2 separate regions of the Gossypium hirsutum genome follow, and region 1 is linked to region 2. Evidence: chromatin contacts called from public Hi-C data. All regions are on one chromosome and are shown on one strand. The core of a region is the stretch at or near the end of the contact, and the rest is flanking DNA. Distances in the headings are between cores, read along the strand shown.

Evidence for each region. A called contact is a pair of places that touch in the nucleus more often than the background predicts.
Region 1: a Hi-C map of hypocotyl shows a contact between it and region 2, with 2.2 times the contacts expected there. The contact joins the enhancer-like site here to the promoter of LOC107896904 in region 2. A contact is called at or near these places in 2 of 34 Hi-C or Micro-C datasets (hypocotyl and leaf).

What each region holds. Positions count from the first base shown.
Region 1 is chrA10:79,354,922-79,361,889 of Gossypium_hirsutum_v2.1, forward strand. It overlaps LOC107896013 (a long non-coding RNA gene), which reads right to left and starts at 6,852. Exons shown (of 2, transcript XR_001683556.2): 1 at 6,731-6,852; 2 at 6,364-6,459. Within about 2 kb of position 3,805, at least 7 of the 9 cell types and tissues checked have an H3K27ac peak or open chromatin away from gene starts, as enhancers often do. A contact at or near this core is called in hypocotyl and leaf, where this site is marked.
Region 2 is chrA10:78,944,050-78,951,385 of Gossypium_hirsutum_v2.1, forward strand. It overlaps LOC107896904 (protein ENHANCED DISEASE RESISTANCE 2), which reads right to left and starts at 4,820. Exons shown (of 3, transcript XM_016822202.2): 1 at 4,555-4,820; 2 at 2,385-3,366; 3 at 1,206-1,583. The coding sequence starts at 3,355. The coding sequence ends at 2,387.

The DNA of each region.
Region 1 (6,968 bases), core at 2,555-5,054, 410 kb after region 2:
GGTTGTCTAATGTTTAAACTAATACTAAGTGGTATTATGTGGTTAGATTGAAATACAAAAAAAAACAACTTATATTAGTAAAAGAACCTAAACATGTCCTAAGTCTAATTAGAAATGAGCAAATCGATTGAAAGACTAATAAGTAGTCTATCAAATCCAATTGGGGACGTTCCTTATCTTGGGTGTCCAAGCAGATAACTCCCAAAAGATAGAGACATAGATGTGATTGATTGGACTGACAGTACATTAAACTAGACCCAATAAAAATATATCCTGAATCCGTTTATGAGTTTATTCAGTTGTGACGTTCAAAGTGTGGGATACCTTAATCTTGAGTGAATGACGATCTATGTATGCGTGACTCGTATACTGTGATGTAAGTAAAAACTTGAGTTCGAATAGATAAGGAACCAAAAGCTGGTGTGTTAGATATATGTTTCTGTAGTATGTAGCGTCATTCACAACAGTAGAATTCATAGCCCAAGTTATGGGTAAATGATATCTTCTCATTAGCATTACATGGTTGATGAAAAATAAATGTGGCCACGGGTCGTTCATCTTTTTGATGAATGACTTTATTAGTATTTGATAGGAATTGACTTTTTCATAAATGAAGATGTAATGGTTACCATGAGATAAAATAGGATCATATTGGGATAGCGGATTTATCTCAAAGAGATTAAAGATATCCTATGAGAGTAACACACTTATGACAAGGTCATTGGAAGAGTACTAATCGAGTTGCTTTTGTAATGATATACCATTAGGGAGAACTTAGTCACAATACTATAGTGAAATGACTTTATGACTAAATGAGTTTATAATTAATAGGTGGAAAGATGGAACTTAATTATATATCATTTGAGCCCTAATCGCATATGTTCAATCAGTTCCTCCGTTAGCTCAATGAAACCAGAAATGAATTGTTTTTTGAATCAAATGATAAAAAATGGATGGAAATGGTAAAATTAGAGAAAGGGGGAACATTTGGAAATAAATATGGTTTGCTCTAAATGGAAATGACCTGAAAAATAAATTTATGATTTTCAAATTATTATTTAATTCATCAATTAAATAATTGAAGTTTGAAAATGGAAATAAATTAATTGGTTATAGTGAATCCATTAAATGTAGAAAATATAAAATATATTTTCTAGTAGATTCTTTTACGGTAAAATCATCATGATTTTAACGAAATTAGAATTGAATTGAGAAAATTATTTAATTGGGAAATTGTTTAATTAAAATTAATTTAAGATGTTTATTTCGAGAAATAAAAAAACAAGTATCGTGTTGGATTGAATTATAAAATATTGGGTTAAAAATCCAAAAAATACTTGTAATTGAAGTTGATGTGAGAGATGCCCAATAACTCTCATGATAATATTAGGGATGACAAACCCTAATATAATTAACTAGGATTACCACCCCGTAATCCTAGTTAAACTAAAAACTTATTTTTCTATTTGAAATAGACTTCTATAATAACATTCAAATACTTGTCCTTTTTTCTTAACAAGCTAAGGTTGACGGATAATTTTTTATTACCCATTCTCATGTATATTCTTGTGGAGGATATCACTATGGTTAAACTATTGCTTTTGGGCAAAATTTTGTAAATGTTGGGCAATAGATTGTGAACGATGAATTTATTAAGCATAAAAAGGCTGTTGTTCTAGTGGATTTATGCTTGTGCATATGTATGGTTTGAGGAGCCATTTCAACCGTTGAACTACATTCATCTCGTAGGCACTGTTGGGCACATAAATTTTTTATTTTTATATAGATATTTATTTTCATGATTTTAATGTTAGAATTTATGTTTTTAAGGTCTGTTGAATATATATATATATATGCATGCTATTGTGTGTGGAATAGTGAAGAAATAGTGGCAATTGAGAGAAACTAGTGATATAAATTCATAATGAATATATCATTGAGTTTAAACTTAGGTTTATAGACTGCCTTGATATTACCGGAACATTGGTTATTGTTACACTTGTGCAAAGGTTAACATTTATTTGGTTCTTATGGTAACATGGTTTCTTGGCGTGAATCCTTTGTTTGTAGCAAAGATACAAACTGGAAATCTGAACTTGGAATAGTCATGCTTTTAACGTGATTTCATTGGGATGATTCCTTTTGAAAGATACAATTGGTAATCATGGATTAAGATAGAATTTTGAGTACTTTGCATTTTCATCAGTCGCCTCTACTAGTTCTTCTTATCTTCTCTCCAGAATTAGATTATTGAACTTTAGCCATTGACTTGTCTTACTATTTTGATGTTTGGTTTCTGCTTCTTGCTTTTAACTGTCTCTTCCTTTTATTCTCTTTTTTTTTTAATTATTATTTGTATTCTATACATGTATTAACTCAGTTCATTGTTGTTTTCCTTTTTTTTTTCATAGATATCAATAATGTTGCATATCATGTTTAATGGAGGCATCGTTAGGAACTTTTCTTTCATTCTCATTTTTTAATTTTTTGGGCTTACAATTGACAAAGAGCTAGATTCTCTGAAGGTGACCTACCGGGAAATTGTAGTATGGTGATTATACACACTGAATTTTGGGTATGTTACCAGTTTATCACTCAAACCTAAGCCATTTTGAGGTAGGCTACAAGGCCTTAGGCTAGGAGCATGTTTTGAGCCCATGAAATCACATATAATTGCTTAAGTATATGATTATGTTTTTATTCTAGGCTTTTCAATTTTGGACCTTAATCCATTACTTTTTAAGCATATATGATCTAGGATATATATTATATTTACTAAATTATAAAAAAATAAAAATTAAAAAAAATGGAAATTTTACCAAAGAAAAAAAACCCCTCAAGCTTTGCAAATTTTGTAATTTGGTGCTTCCACATACTTGCACAAGGAAGCAGCAAAAAAATTAAATTAAATTAAATTGATAGTTAATCCGTCCTCCAATTTCATCATCTCAATCCCATTGTTGACCCCTAACCTTGCATTACCATCCCTAAGAAAAACCACCACGCAACCCATTGCCCATTGCCCATTACCCATTACCATCATCATCATCACTCACTAACCATCAGACCTCCATATGCTATAGAATAGTTTAACAATGCCCGTAAAAAAATATTTTTGATAATTATTTTTAAAAAGTTTAATATAAAATTTGAGTATTTAACATTATTCTCAAAAATTACTTTTGAGAAATAAAATGTCTATTTTAAACATAGTATTATCAGGTAATAAATATATATTTAAATAATGTTCAAATTAGTTAATATTATTATATTTTAATAATAATATAAAAATAATTTATTAAAATTTATTGTTAATATTTTAATATATGAAATATAAATTTTAAATATTTTTAAGCAATAAGTATTAATTATTTATAAAATTTAATTAGAATATATAAACTATACTTTAAATATTTAAATATAACTATTAAATATTTATAATTAGATATTAACACATTTTTATTATTTTAATTTTTTTTTATTTTTAAGATTTAAAGTTTAAGATAACATATTTATTATTAAACATTAACAAAAAAAAGAAAAATAATATGTTATTGGAAGGGTAAAAAAATAATTAAACACTAAAAATATTCTTAAAAGATAAAAAGTTAAAAGTCTTAATTCTCATTTTTTTTAAAATGCCAAAATTTAAAAAAAGAAACAACTTATTTAGCACAAATCTTTTTCTAAAAATATTTTTTAAGAAAAAAAAAAGAAGCCCTAAGTCATTTCACTCACACACCGCACATCCTTAAATCAGGCTTACCAGACAGCCCCAACACTGCCAAATCCTCACCATCAACTCGAGAGAGCCCATTCCCATCAACCTAATTAAAAAGCACAACCAAAGAACCTTCCAGCTCCAGAATAGAGGAGAAAGAACTTGCAAAAACCACGGAGAGAATCATGGACTAAAAAGAGAAAGCAACTGAAAAAACCACGAAGAGAATAAGAGACCCGAAAAAAAAGATAGAGGAAGTGAGGAGTTGACCGGAGATCGGCCGGCGGCTCCAACGGAGGAGACCACCGGAAGAACGAGCGTCAACGGTGCACCGACAGAGGGCATTCAGAAGCAGTAGTGTTCGTGGAAAACCAACCAGAGTAGAAAGGGAAGAGAGTCGATTACCGGCTGCCTGAACGGAAACAGGATTTGCCGGAGGTGCTGGTTGTGGCGGCGGCAGCTTCAAGGCTGTTGGAAATGAATTAGGTGCAAAATGCACCGTTTTGGGCTTTGAACAATCGATCCGTTTGGAGCTCCATTGTAATGGCTGACCCGTAAGCTGAACCGGCTCATCTGAGACAGACCTGGTCCAATTCTCTCACATGGCCCATTGGGACTACGTAGCCCTGAACTTGGGCCTTTAATCCTTGTTGAGCCTTCAGCCTATTGGGTATTACATCTACTCTTTCATTTTAATCATATTTGTTAATATTAATTATAATATGTTTATTCCATTTTAATGTGACTCAAATATTTCAGTTGCTGCAAGTACTATTACTGTATACTCAGATATGACATAATGGACTTGGTAAAATGTTCTATGTGTGCATGTGCGTATTTAATATTGTTGACTGCATGCGATTTTAATTATTATTTTTGTACACGCATTCTTGAAATGTTTTTAAATAATAAGATAATTAACTTGGTATTTTTTTTTCGGGTCGGGTCGGATTTTATTGATGCATTAGTAATCGGATATGCATTAGTAATCGGATACCCTTTTTAAACTGAGTGAATTAATGAGTTTTGCTTCTTATAATTAGAGAAATTATCTAATACACTATCAATAAAATTTTTAGATTCCACAAGAAGGATTATGGGTTAACAAATGTCTTATAAGATATAATTAAATATTAAAAAAAGACTCATAATAATTTTTTAAGGATATTTGTGGATTAAAAATAAGTATATTGTCAGTGTACTAAATATTAACTTTAATTAAATATTAGATTTTAAACTTTTAATATTTTAAAATCATCTTCTTGAAAAGATTATAAAACGACTAGGTAACCGATTGATTTTAGCAAAAATGTTCATAAATCTTCAAATATCATCAAATAGATTTTTAAATATAAGGTCCGTTTGTTTACCAGTAAAATGTTTTCTGGAAAATGATTTACTTTTCTGGAAATGATTTACTTTTCTGGTATTTGAATGAATCTATGTAAAATATTTTTTGTTGTTTGGCAGATTTTCTGAAAATATTTTTCTAAAAGCTGTTTTTACATATATTAATAAACTTATATATATATTAATAAATTTATATTTTAAATTGTTTTTACATATATTGCAATAATTTATTTATAAATAAATTAAATTAAATATATAATAATACTCAATTATTAAGCTAGAATATTAACCATCATAAATGGAAAACAACCAAAGTCAAATAAATTTTCTAATTGGGTTATAAAAAAATAAAAAAAAGGGTTAAATAATTATAAATTAGCTTTCAAACCACAATTAATACTAGAAATTAATAATATTATCTAAATGCATAATTACTAGTACATCATATAATAACAACAACGTTGTCCAAGTGCATAACTAATATTACACCACATTAAAAGTATCAATATCTTCAACCTTGAAAAAATTTTTGAAGCCAAATTTTTCTATGCTTCTTACTTTTAACTAAAAAAGTTTTGGCCTCCGATTCATGACTCACTAGATAATCAAACACAGAACACAGGAAGTCATCATCAAATCCTTCTTCCTCCATCGACATCACTTCTTCGTAAAGATGTGGTGTCTTATCCGCAGTAAATTGTTCCAAAGCATTAGCAATTTTGCAAAGTTGTTCACCCATAAATTTAATTTGTTCTTTTACGTTTGGATGTGCCAGATGAAGATACTTTTGTTCTTACCTCTTCAGTCTCTTCATTGTCGCAGTCTATAGGCACTGAATCTTGGTTACCATCATCCAAATCTATGTTAGCAAATGTTCTGGCAAAACTCCCTGTTGCCATATCTTTGCCAACAACCAAAGCCATTTCATCATAATGATCAATGCTTTTATTCAAAAATGGTTCATATTTCTTGTGCGCCTGTTGAATATTGTACACAATTAGAATAACAAGTAAAAAATAATTGAAATATACTTAACATATATATATACATATGTTACCATCATTGCTGCATCATATGTCGCTCTATCACATGTGATCATTTTCATGTTATCATCCCATCCAAAATCACTTTCACCCCGAATTGTGCATATAATCTGCCACTGGTTTTTTACAGTCCTCAAATGATTTTCCACATGCTTCGCATCACATTGGACTTGAAATCTTTCAATAATAGCTTCGGCAACTCGATTAATAAAAACTGTTTTGAAAGTATTAGAATGCTTATTTCCTCTCTGGGCCTCCTCTGCTAGAATTTCAAGAGAAAGATGTTCCATCGGTTTTGTCCACTTGAATTGCTTGGAGGTCCCTTCTTTGTTGCCCTTACCCATTCTACATTAATAATTGTCATTGTCAATCATTTCAATATCCAACAAGTTTAAAACATAATAAATTCAATATCTAACAAGCTTAAAACATAATAAATTCAATATCTAACAAGCTTAAAACATAATCAATATCTAACAAATCTAAGACATAATAATTTCAAAATCCAACAAACTAAAATTTCAATATCATTATCCAACCAACATTAACAAAAAAAACAACTTTAATACTAAAACATACATAACATAGAAACAATAACCCTAAGCCCTAAACCTACCTAATATTTCTAGCCATATAATCAGTTCACATAGTTTGTGCAATTTCGTCTCTCTTAGCATACCATTCTCTTGCTTCTTCTCTTTCGTCTCGCTCCGTAAGAGTTGGTATTATCAAATCAGACTCAGGCTCCTCGTATAATCATTGATTAAGTAAATCGTTAGGATCCACTCCCATTATATGATTGTGAATAATACAACCAGCCAAAACTATATCTACTTGAGTTTGAAAATTCCAAA
Region 2 (7,336 bases), core at 3,570-6,069:
CCCTCCTTTAGCTCGTTGAAACTAGAGAAATAAATTGCGTGCCGAATCAAAATGAACAAAATGAATAAAAATGGAGAAATGAAAAACATTTAGGAAATGATTATGGTTTTCTCCAAAATAAAAATGAAAATGGAGAAAATGGAATCATTTGGAAATGGATGTGGTTTTTTCAAAAAGGAAATGAAATGGAGATGAAAATGAAAATGAGAAATGAATTAATTTAGAATTGAACAAAGAATTCTAAAAAATGATCGAAAAATTGAGTTTATGTTTTTTAGCTATTTTAAAGCCCGAAAATGAAAATAAATCATACGATCATAGTGAACAAGTTGAATGGTGAAATATTAAATATATTTCTTGAAAATTTTATTAGGGGTAAAATTGGGATGAGAAATTTATTTAATTAAATATAAATATTAAAGTATATTTTGGGAAATAGAAAAATAAAATCGGGTTAGATCAAATTACTATCAAATAGAATTACTCCTAACCCCTTCTCACCCTAAATAGAAGGATAAATGTACTTTAGTACACTTAAATCCACATCCTCCTACTTTGACAATAATACTGATACCAATTGAGTTAATACTCAATCAACACGTGCAATATTTATTATACTATACACATATAACTATGGATAAATTATATATTAATAATAGTGTATGCATAACATATATTGATAAAATATATTAATTTATATTATATTTATTAAAATTTATAGTTGAATTCAGTTAAATTAGTAATAATTCATATTATATTAATAATTTTTATAACATTTATATACATTTAATTATTTAAAAAATACATATATAACGTGATATTCATAAGTCAAGTATTACGACAACATCTGCGATATAATATAATATAATTAATCATATAGTAGAGTATTATTATACGTACTTATAATATAATATATTCTAAAACATAATTATACCAGATTTTAAGAAATAATAGTTTAATACTCATTTTAATTATAGAAATATTAATTAAGCTTTTGTTTAAAGAATTTAATTAAATTGGTTAAGTAATAAAATATTGTTTTAGAGAATTATATATCTTAAATTTAACATAATCAATTTAATTTTATAATTAATTATTATATTTAATTTTTTTTAAAAAAAATTAGTATATTATTAATATTATTATAAATCAATTGTAAGTTTTAACCAGAGTTGAAGAGTATCTATTTTATGACTAATTCAAGAAACCACAACTACTCGAATTTATTATCCCAATAAATAATGGATCATATTTTCTCTACATTCACAACCAACGGTAATTTTTACATCCAAATCCAAAAGAATGAATCGAATATCCCAATATGAATCGAATATCCCAATCCACACCCAAAATTACCACCATCCCTGGATGATAATAAGCACTAAAGGGTTGAAAAGAGGCCCATTAACAGCTAAAAGTTTGTTTATACACACCAATATTTTACACATCATTTGTGGTAAATTTGAAATAACCGAGAGATTAAAAGAATCTATTACAAAATACCAAAGAATGGGATATCCTGTCAATGATTCAACCACGTGTCATCAAAAGCTCTGAAAACAAATGAAATGCCATTAAAGCTTCTGCATAGCAGCAATGTATACTGTGATGTTAAAGCATGAACATCTGATTAATCTGCATAAATTTGCAATAGTTTCTCTACTTCTCTAAACAAGGAATTTATTTGGCGTAAGTCTGATCATTGGTACAATAATACGCTTATTTATTCGACCTTAAAACTAGCCCAAGAGACTGAAAAAATATGGGGCATGAAAGGCAGGAGGACATAAACTATACTAATCAATTAGATCTATTACTTTTCATTATCTTTCCTACATGTTCGATTCGCTCATGAGTTGCGAAAGCTATACTTGTACACTACTCAAAAGTAATGATCAGAGGTAATGGAGAGTGACAGATCCATTGACATATGTTACTCAAATTCAAGTGGGAGATATGGTTAAGTATCCAGCACGACCTTACTTAATTTAAAATGAGTTTTCATGTCGTACCCACGAGAACTGAGCATGAGTACTTCAACAAAAATGAAACACCACAAGTAAATTGCCTTGACTGAATACTACCAAACTTTCTTCACATGGACCAAACCATATTTTCCTAACTGAATTGATAGAAAAGATAAGGCATGAAATGTGAAAGGAACTTGCCAAGAAGAGAAAAAGGAAAAACTGATGAAGGAAACGGGGGACTTATTTTCTCTTTAGCCAAGTGAAAGTTGATATCCATTCCCCTGAATCATTCTTTTAAAACGTGTTCCACAAGATTGGTTTTTTGTATAACCAGACACAGTAAAACAATCAAACTTTCATCTCATTCAACTTTGGATGGTAAATATTAACTGTGAGCAATTTATGAAAGCTTACCCTTACTTAACATCACGATCACTTTCTTCATGAACAGCAGTGCCATTAACATGGGTTGTTGGAGTGGAGACCGAACCACTTTCTTGAGCTCCTGGATGAAGAAGATGAGAAAATCCCTGTCCAAGTGACTTCCACAAGCGAGTTGGCAGTGACGCCTGCAAATTCCCACTGCTCCCGTATGATGACGGTTCAATCAACTGAGCAGAATCAATTTTCAGTTCAGAGAACCGTATAGCTCCTAGGAGTCGTTCAGGAAGCTCTGCCTCAGTTTGGCTCTCAATAAGAAAAGCTAGGTCAACTGTCAGACTTGTGATGTAACCAAATGCAAGGTGAACAATAGCGCTTGCAACCATCGAAGATCCAATATCAATATCAACTTCAATAAAATTCTCAGATATACAATACTGGCAAGAAAGGGCTCGTCCAATGATGCATATTGCTTGCTCACCAACTGCCTTTTTAACAATCCACGGCCCTTTGACAATGTTAGCAATCAATTTAAGCCTTGAATTTCTAAATGCATCATCACCTTTCAAGAACTGGTCAATCAAAGAACCCTCTTGAATAGGTTCAGTGCTTACAAAATAAGCTACCGCACTATAGTTATCCTTAGTAGGGAGCTGAAGGTTGAATGCCCAAATGAAAGGCTTATCACCTGTAGGGAAAGCCTCATCAACAACCTTTCTAATACGATGTTTACGATGGCTCAAAAAGTCACCAACCTTTGTGGAACTTCTAATCCAGTCAAAGCCAAGAGATTTTAGCAGATATTTCCCACCAGGAATTTTGACCTTGTTTGACAAGTACTCTGGACCCCTTACCATAAAGGTATCCCCGGGCGGACATGCCCAACCATTTGTACAGTTATCTGGTTCAAGTAGTGGAACAGCTCCCTCTGATCGTACTCTCTCTATCCATTCAGGTTCCTTGCTATCCTCAGCACTAGCCATGTGTCCTGCTGGAATAAACATACAAGAAATCTCTGTGGAATATGAAATAAATACACCACAGATATAATCAGTAACTTATATTACACCATGCTATATCTGAAAGAAAATAATAACCACAACATTCTTAACAAAGTGATAAGGTACATCGTCATGAACTAAGCTCGGATTATAATAAGTTAAATCATAAAAATGACTAGCCCTTTCCAATAATGGCACTACTGAAATACAATCATTCAATGCCAAGCCAAATAAACCTCAGAAACAGGACAAACATACCAAAGAACAAGTCCCTCGTAAGTTACAATCTCACATAAAAATCTCCACCTGTGTTATAAATATAAAACTCTCCCTTTGAAAAGCTATGGTGGTATTAGCAAACTTGTTTAAACATGAAGAAAGAAAGAAAATCTAGTCTAAGTCTCTTACATATTGTCCAAACTCTTAGTAGATTTTTATAAAGCTCCAGGTATAAGTCAAAGCCGATTATATGATCTACAGACAAACTGGGTCATTTGCCTAGTTATCCCATTCATGTGTTTTGTATTACCTTATGTTGAAGATTTACAGCAAAACAATAACTACAGACCCTAAACAAGAGGTCAACTGAATATGATAGTTCGTGCCTCGACCCTTAGCTTCAAATCATATAATTCAAAATCCAGGTTGAACATGGATTTTTTATGATACAACAAATAGAAAGAATCTTCACATACACGCAAAAAATCTGGCCTATATCTAGAAAAACAAAAAGAGAGGAGCAAGCATACGCATAGACTTTTTTTTGTTAAAAAAGGAGTACTCATAAGCAATTCCAAAAGTCCAACAGAATCACTAATTTTCTCCCTAAGCATTTGTTTGTTTCACAGGAAAACCGGGAAACCTTCGTGGGAAATGATATTTCTTTAAGATTCCTAATTAAGTAACTATTATCTATATCCAAGACTAGTTTATGGTTCTTGAATATGACACAGAAGGAAAGTTGATTAAACACAAATATAAATGAAAAGAAAAAAAAAGAAGCAAACCTATTAAGACAAACCAAAAAGTTGAACAGATTACCAAAGAGAAAATATGCCAATCATATTAGCATTCCTATTATAGATTTAATTGAGCAAAAAAAGAAAAAGAAACAGATTCCATATAAACAAAATGCAAAAGAGAAAAACAATCTGAATTATAATAATTAACGTGGAGAAGAAGAAGAAGAAAAAACTTCTAACCTTGAAATGGAGGGAAGGACAAAGGGGGCTAAAGGTAATGGAGAGTGATTAAAAAACCCTAATTACTCAGAAGAATTGAGATAAGAGATGATAAATTAGGGTTTTTTTTTTTTGGGCGATCAAATAGAGGGAAAAGCTACCAACAGTAGCTTTAGTTATTTCTTTTCCGTTTGTTTTTGTTTTGAAGGGAATGACTTGCTTTGTTGGGATGGGAAAGTTAAAGCGGGATCATGGAAATGTATCTCCTAAACCGGTCTACCTCTGGTCGGCTGGCAATTCCTAATCCCAATCTTATTTTAATTTTGGTACGTACTACTACTATATCTTATCATATTATAATATAAATTTTTAATTCATTAGTTTATTCATATCTTTAATATCTTTAATCTCATTTGATTATTATTTTGTTTAATATTATCAAAATTTAAACTTAAAAATATGTAGAATTTATTAAAAAATTATAATTTTTTTCCAAATAAGTCAATAAATTAAAGATAAAAACACCAAAATTTAATATTAATCGATTTTAACCTTCAATTCATATTCAACAATAATAAGTACAACCATAAATCTTAATGTTTGTAATGACCTCTATTATTTAATCTAATTGACTTTTATGTATCATAAAGATATAATATATTCACAAAATACACCTTGGGTCTTAGAATATTTTATAAAATAAAATTTTAGCTTTGGATTGTATTTACTTTGAATGGGCATGTCCTACCTCTATTACATGAAAACTCAAATGGATTTTCATGGTTTATGGCAAATAGATTAACTATTGTCTGAATCTATATCATACACTTACTCTTATTAAAATGAAGATGTAGCTCAAGTTTATTCTAGACTCTTTTAACAAGCGATCCATCATAACATCATTTACAACCATTTAGATTCATTAAGATTAAATTTCTAATAATTTTTGTTAAGCATACAAGATATTTGGTGTAGTCCAGTGAGAATTGCAAGTTAAATTTAGTACTGCTCATTTTTTTGTTCTATCTTTAATTTGTTGATACTTGCGGAAATTTTTTTAAAAAATATTAATTAGTCTATAATTTTTTCCTAATTTTTTAATATACGTTTATATCTTTTTATTAAAAAAGGGTAGAGGGTAAATTGATAAAATTTGTAAAAGTTAAAGAGTTAAATTTATAATTATACTAAATTTTTAAACAGAATTATTAAGGAAAACTTAGAGAAGGACCAAAAATGCCAATGTGAAAATTAGTGGAACCAATTTTGAACAAATAAAAAAAGTGGACCTAACAAACGCTATCTTTAGAATTTAACTATTAGACGAGTATTTAGTGTATTAAGAGTACTTTTTTTTAACTTTATAAGTAAAGTTATAAAATTTTCAAGTGTCTAGTTTATTTTATATATATATGGTTAATTTACATAAATGATATAAAAATTTTAATTTCTGAAATGGGTTGTCAGTAGGATTAATTACAAAAATGGTATTTTTTTCGGGCGAAGTCTTTCTCATAGGCGCCACCATATTTTTTTTATAATAATTTTTTTTGTTTTTTTTTAAAATAAGGCGCCACCACTTGTATTATTTTTTCCTGGTTCAGTACATGACCCGTGTATATATACGAATGTGGTATGGGATAGGTAGCGCCTATCTGGTAGGTGCCACTAGTAACTCCTATCTGATACGCGCCACTGGTGACTCCTACCTAATAGGCAGCACTAGTGCTTAATTTTTCTTCTATTTATACCCACCTGAAAATTAAATGAGTAGGAGGTATCCAAAATATTTAGCAGAACATAAGTAAGAAGATAGGGAGAAGAAAGAAAGAAAGGAAAACAAAAAGAATGATAAGGTATTTTAGTTTATTTCTTTTAAAATAGAATGAAGAATTTTGTTAGTAATTTTGTTTTTTGAAAGTTATTTTGTTAGGTTATTAATTTTGTTAGCTTCTGAATGAAAAATTTTGCATTAAAAAAATTTTATACTACTTTTTTGCTATTCGAAACTGTTTTGAGAATTTTAAAATTTTTTTCCACAGATATAGTATTGAAGATGGAGAATCAATTTTTCGTATGCGTTTATTTCGATGGAGAAATTTTGACTACAACCGTGGGATGTATATTCGAATGTCGCAAACAAGTAGCAATAATATTTAATAGAAATATCTTGTTTGATGATATGAAGGAAAGGATTAGTGCAAAAATTGATAGACGTTGTGGGAAAAGGATCTCGAAATTTTTCTATAAGTTACCAATTTCGACGAATCTCATAAAATTCACTGAAATGGAACTTGTAGACAATGAAGACATAGAAACAATGATCACTTTTTATTGTAGGACTCGGAGCAACCAAAATGCACCGATTCAGTTATTTGCTGAGTTAGCTGGTGTGGAGCCAACTGAAGATCCCACTCCATTAGGTGAAGAACATGGAGCTCAAGAGCCGTGTATGGTTGTTCCTATATTGTACATTGATAGTCAATTAACTATACGCCGGATCAACGTTGATCTTCATGCTGCATTCGAGACTGATATGGTTGGTGATAATATATACCATAGTAGTGATCCTTCTGATCACGAGGTCGATAGTAATAGTGATCCCGACATAGACGAGGTCCCAGATGATATTGACGACGAAGGCTTGAATGACGATGGAAACGTTAACGCATCTTCAGTTGGGAACCAGATTCGTCGTATTGTGATACACAATAATCCTGGGAAACACATGTCGCGGATAGACCTCGATGAGGCGCACGCGGCCAAGTCTCAGAAAACCCTGAAATACTACATGTTCACAGGC